Linked DNA regions of Mus musculus: region 1 is linked to region 2. The links are chromatin contacts, called in public capture Hi-C maps. All regions are on one chromosome and are shown on one strand. The core of a region is the stretch at or near the end of the contact, and the rest is flanking DNA. Distances in the headings are between cores, read along the strand shown. Region 1 overlaps Gm32673 (a long non-coding RNA gene). Region 2 has its middle 22 kb from the start of Slc2a3.

The links. Capture Hi-C pulls out chosen DNA fragments and counts their contacts.
Region 1: a capture Hi-C map of embryonic stem cells shows a contact between it and region 2, with 4 times the contacts expected there. The contact joins two enhancer-like sites. A contact is called at or near these places in 4 of 115 datasets of contacts at active chromatin or transcription factors (embryonic stem cells and extraembryonic endoderm stem cells) and 1 of 9 other capture datasets (embryonic stem cells).

The regions. Positions count from the first base shown.
Region 1 is chr6:125,440,491-125,443,190 of GRCm38.p6, reverse strand. All of the region lies in intron 4 of Gm32673 (a long non-coding RNA gene), which reads right to left. Among named protein-coding and RNA genes, the nearest start is that of Gm32673, 11 kb to the right of the region's middle. Within about 2 kb of position 1,315, at least 8 of the 459 cell types and tissues checked have an H3K27ac peak or open chromatin away from gene starts, as enhancers often do. A contact at or near this core is called in embryonic stem cells and extraembryonic endoderm stem cells, where this site is marked.
Region 2 is chr6:122,763,087-122,765,786 of GRCm38.p6, reverse strand. It overlaps a transcript of Slc2a3 not described here. Among named protein-coding and RNA genes, the nearest start is that of Slc2a3, 22 kb to the right of the region's middle. RefSeq lists an enhancer at 1-1,758. Within about 2 kb of position 1,281, at least 236 of the 459 cell types and tissues checked have an H3K27ac peak or open chromatin away from gene starts, as enhancers often do. A contact at or near this core is called in embryonic stem cells and extraembryonic endoderm stem cells, where this site is marked.

The DNA.
Region 1 (2,700 bases), core at 66-2,565, 2.7 Mb before region 2:
TGGTCTCCAACATCAGGAGCTAGAATGGGATCTTTAGAAGGTAGAACCCAGTGGGAGGGAGTTAGGTCTTTCAGGATGGACCCTTAAGGATGATATTGGGAGCACAACCAATATCTTCTTCCTCTCTCTTTGCTTTTTGACTATTACAACGTGAACACCCTTGCTCTAATGCACCACTACAGACCCCAAACAGCAGGACCATATAAGAAACCTACAAAAACATGAGCCAACATAAATGTTTCCTTACGTCGATTATTCCAGGTGTTATTCCACAATGATGGAGAGCTGACTAACAAAGGCATCCACAGCCGAGCTCTCCGGCAGCCCCTCCTGGAGATGCACAGGTGCATGCAGGCATGAATACAAACGCACAACTTCCCCAAGGCTCCAGGCCTCAGCTGCTGCCCCCGCCCTCTCCCGGAATGTGAACGAGGAAAGCAGTCTTGCCACACCAAGAGAGCATCACAAGTCTCTGCCCTCACTGAGAGCAAAAGTTAATTAAGCCTTCACAACTACAAAGGAAAAAAAAATGCCACAGAGCAACGAGAATATGTGTGCAAGATGGGAAGAACGGGACAGAATGCAAATAGGATTATGTCTGCTTAGATGGAAAGATGCCCCCAAAATCTGGGAAGATAGTTGCCGTTGTGGAGAGAGCCTGCCAGAAGGGAAGGGAGGAGACATTCCAGAATGCTCCCTTCTGGGCCTCTTGTAAACAGTTGAAGAAGTAAACATGGGTGCTTTGGCATACAGCTCAATGGTGGGCATTTGCCTAGCTGGCCCTGGGTTCTGTCCTCAGTTTTAGAGAAAGACAGAATCGTAAATATAAAATGTACTCTAGTGCTTGATGCTACAAGCAGCAGACTACTTAAGACACCCCTCAGCTGAGGTCTAAAGTGAGCAGACACTTTTGTGTGCATGTACGTGTTGCTGGTAATTAAACACAGGGCCTCATGAATGCCAGACAAGTGCTCCATCCCTAAGCTACATCAAGAGGGGACTTTTTCAAGGGATTCACAAAATAAAGGCCTGGTGGCTAGGGGTTGACTCTGGGAGCTGCCAAATCGTAGACTTCATATTCAGGATCCCAGAACTCCTTGAGATGGTTAGCTTTTTGCTCCTTTTTCTCCCTTTACCAAGAGGTCCAGCTGACTGCTACGCTCCTGTCTGGTCACATCCGTGGCCACCAACCTGAATCACAGTTCTGTCAGTCTGTGATAAGATTGTCTTTGGGCCAGTACCCAGTCCTGTAAAAGCAGCCAGCTGTGGGTCAGGGTAGGAATAAGGAGGCTTTAGAGACAGTTGCCTGCGAAGCTTCTCTCAAAAGAGATTGTAGACACAGAGATTACACAGTACACAAACAGCCCCAGGATACCATGGATTCGGGGCTCTGCATTCATCTCTCCCAGCTGGCCTGGCCTCACCTGACCTGGAGCACTGCATCTCCTGCATATGTTCTATGAACAGAGGTGAGGGTATGATGGGCTGTGACCTTTGTTCTAAAGAGGAAAGTTCACAGAGAGAAACACCTGACTGCAGAGGGTCCTTGTCCCTCTCCTCATCCCTGCTCTGGCCCCTTTGCCAGAACTCTAGCAGTGATGAAAATATTAGAAGTTCAGGGAAGTCCACACCCACAAAACCAGAGACAGATAAATCACAGTTGACACATGGGATTTCAAATCAGAAGTCTTGGGTTTCCTACCCATGCCTCTTAGTAGCAATATGACTTTAGGCAAGACGTTGAACTTCATAGAAAGTCAGGTTTTATTTTTTTGTTTGTTTGTTTTGTTTTGTTTTGTTATTGTTAAACATCTTTACCATGATACCTAATTCCTAAAACTGCAGATTAAAAACAACAATGATAATTCTGGTGTGCCTATCAACAGGACAGGGCAAAGCACTGCAAAGTTTCCTCCATCTTATATTCTTTCTGGGGCCATTTTAGGTTTAGCTAGAATTTGATCTCTTTGACAAAAAGTCTCATGGAAAATTAACTCTTTTCTAGGAACTTGAGGTCAAAGTGCCCCAGCTAACTTATCTTAGCTTCTGTTAAATGCCCTGTTTATGGAATACCTCCCCTCCAACTAAATGCTTATCTTAGTTTCTGTTAAACTACTCACTTGCACAAAACCTTCCTCCTGCAGCTGCTGAGTAAGATGCCTGGACATGGTTTTTGCCTTTAAAAAACCCTTACTCTAAACAATTAACACTACACTTGGGTCCTGAATACTTGAGTGTAACCATCCAAGCTGGCTGGAACAAAGACTTCTGTAGGCTGTGTCTGAGTGGTCATCCCTGGTGGGCTCCCCATAACAACAAAGCTAGCCTATTAGTTGCATATAGCAGGAACTCTAATCTATCTCCCCCAAGCAAATCTACCACAGAGCCATACCCCTCCCCAACCTCCCCATCTTTCTCCCTCTGTGGTCCCATTTTCTCTCTTCTCTCTACATCACAGTCATATGATAACTCTCAGCATCCCCACCTGCTACTCTGAATTCTTTGGTCATAAGTCACAGTACACCCTATTCTGATTGACCCTTGTGTGAATTGAAATATTTTGGCTTTATTTTTGTAAATGTATGTCATGTGTATGTGTGTATGTGCCTATGCGTGTGTGTGGATGGACTTGTATGTGTGCATGAGCATACAGGTATGTGCACACATAAGCAAGCATGCCTGTAAAGACCAGAAGACAAT
Region 2 (2,700 bases), core at 32-2,531:
CTAGTTGACCTCTAACTCACTGATCCTCCTGCCTCTTCTCCAGAGTGCTGGGATTAAATGTTTGTGTCAATCCGACCAGCTTCCTGATACATTTTAAAAGATATAAGGAAGCAAAATTGAAGGAAAATTGGATTTATGTACGACTTGTCCAAAACAGAGAATGATGCCTAGTTTTTCTCCGCCATTTCTGTAACAGGTGTAAATTTTACAGAAGTGATGAAACAAAGGCCAGGAAATAAGGGTATGATAAAGTTGTCAGATCCCTGTGAAATCTTTCCCGGTAGGCAAAGTGCCCCGTCCTAACCCCCACCCCACCCCCACCACCGTCCCTTAACCCTCCTCACCAGGGGATCTGCACCCCACCTCCACCCTCAAACGCTTGGGAGTCCTGGGGAAATTTTAATTCTTTGGTCCATTGTTTGAATAGGTTGATAGCTAAGGGGAGGAGCTGGTGTCTCTCCCAGATTATCTCCTCCTGCTGGGTCCGTTACAAAAGCCTACAGTCGCTCGAATGCCACCGAACAATGACCGGGTAACCTCAGTGAGAGCATGCTGCAGGAGAATGTTCTAAGAGTAAATTTGCACTCTGATGATTGCAGTGGGGTGGCACGGAGACAGGAGACTGCAGGCATCAAAAATTAGTCATCTACCCGAACAGCTGGAATGGGTGAACGCTTTTGCACGCGTAGTATATGTAAAGCTGACTGAAATAAAAAGAAGCAGGCAGCGTGGGAAACGTGAGCGACCTGGTGTGCTGCACGACGAAGCCGAATGGCCTGCGGCAAAATAGATGGACAGGTGGGGAGACTGCCGGGCGCAGGTGGGGCATTCGCCCTCGCCCTCGAGGCAGACTCTGGCGTAACCTGCTGCTCCACAGAGATGCCTCGGATTCCTGACAACTGCACTTTCTCAGCCCCATCCGGTGGGCGCTGGCCGACCCCGCCCGGCAGAAGGGACGTGCGTATTGGCACGGCGCCCGGCAGCCCCCGCGGTCCCTGAGTCGCTTGGATCTGCCTCCCCAGCTCGCTGACTCATTCGCGCATCCTGCAGTGTTCCGCTCCTTCCCTTGGTCCTCACGTTCCCTTGACGTTTTTGGTTGACTTGTCGGGAGGAGGCGGGGGTGGGGGTATTAAAAAGAAAGAAACGGACTGGGAAAGGCGGAGGGTGAATTTAGAAGTAAAAGGTAGGGTGGGCTGCAGACCACCAGGAAGAAGGAAAGGGTGGGCCTGGGAAGGATCAGATGTGTGTGAGCATGCGCAGAGCGTTGGGTCACCCTGCACCATCCGCAGCGAACTGCGCCACTGTGGCACGATCGACGACCGACGGAAAAGAACAGCCCTGCACATTAGGGCTATACATTTTGTGCTACTTGCTATTTAGGCGTGCGTCGGGGTCGAAATAAGCAGAAGAAAGTAGAAATAAGGGCTTTCTGGTGCCTGCCTCGCCGTCCTAACATCCGCCGTACTCTACCTTTCTCTGTGCCCCAAACCAAGGAAGCACGTGAACGCTGCTTGCATGCATTTAACCCTTAATGACATTTTAGGACTTTGGATAGACATGTTCTTCATAACACCAGTCGCGGGACATAATCTGATGTGTTGTAAATTGGCATTAGAAAATCTAAGCATGTTATCCTTTAAACACATCTTGAGCTGGGATGTTTAACCTAAGTGCTTCAGTCTCTGACCCTCACTTCTCCAGCCTGAAAAGGGAATATTACCCATGAGAAAATGAGGAACTCCCTGCTGAGTCTGTTGGCCTTGGCCCATGCTCAACAGTTATCTCCCTACATTGGTCTTTGGTTGGGTCTATGCAGACTGTTTGCTACCTTTTAAGCGCGCGCGCGGGGGGAAGGAGGTGTTCACAAAAAATGACTAAGGTGGGTGTAAAGAAAACCTAAGGACAATTCATCAACTAATCTTCAGCCACCTCTCCTCCAGTCCCAGTTTTTCCCTCACTAATGACATGGATGACAGCAGTATACTCAAAGTGACTTCCTCTCAGTGCTTACTCTCCAGTAAAATCTAAAGCTGCCTGCAGGCCCCGGGGGAACCTGGAAAACCAGCCTCTAGGCCCAGTGCCCTTAAGTAGGGCACTCTCACGGTGGCACTCCCGTGGATTCCTGTTACATGAAATGAAAGATATTGAGAGAGAGACTGAGACTGAGAAAGACTTTCCTGTTGAGTACGGTCGGTTGTCAGTCTTGGCTGGACCATTTTTTCATTCACAGGAAGTCCTCAGAGTTTCCCCGCTCAGAGGCATGTTCTTTGTCTCCAGCCTCTGCTACCACAGACAGTGCCTCCTTCCTTCTTCTGATCCCAGCCAATGACTGTGATCTCACAGCTTTAAGGTCCCATTTCATTTGCCTCATCTACAGTAAAACTCGGGAGTTGGTAACTTTTACTGCAAAGGGTCAGATTATGTAAGTGTTTTAGGGTTTGTGGACCACAGTGTCCCAAGAGCCTTGTTGCCTCACTGGCCTCTCTCTGTGGCCTCTCCATCTCCTCTGACCTGAGAGGCTCTCCAAACAGCCTGGGAATAGGGCCCTCACTGAGTACCAGGGGGGTGGCTCCTTTCCTGGAACTCGGTATCAGCTGTTTATCTGCAGCCTCCAGATCCCTAGCCTTGGAAGATGCTTCCTGTGGGAGTGGGAGGGGTCTAGAGAGGGTAATAGTGAGTGAGCATGACCAAACTACGTTA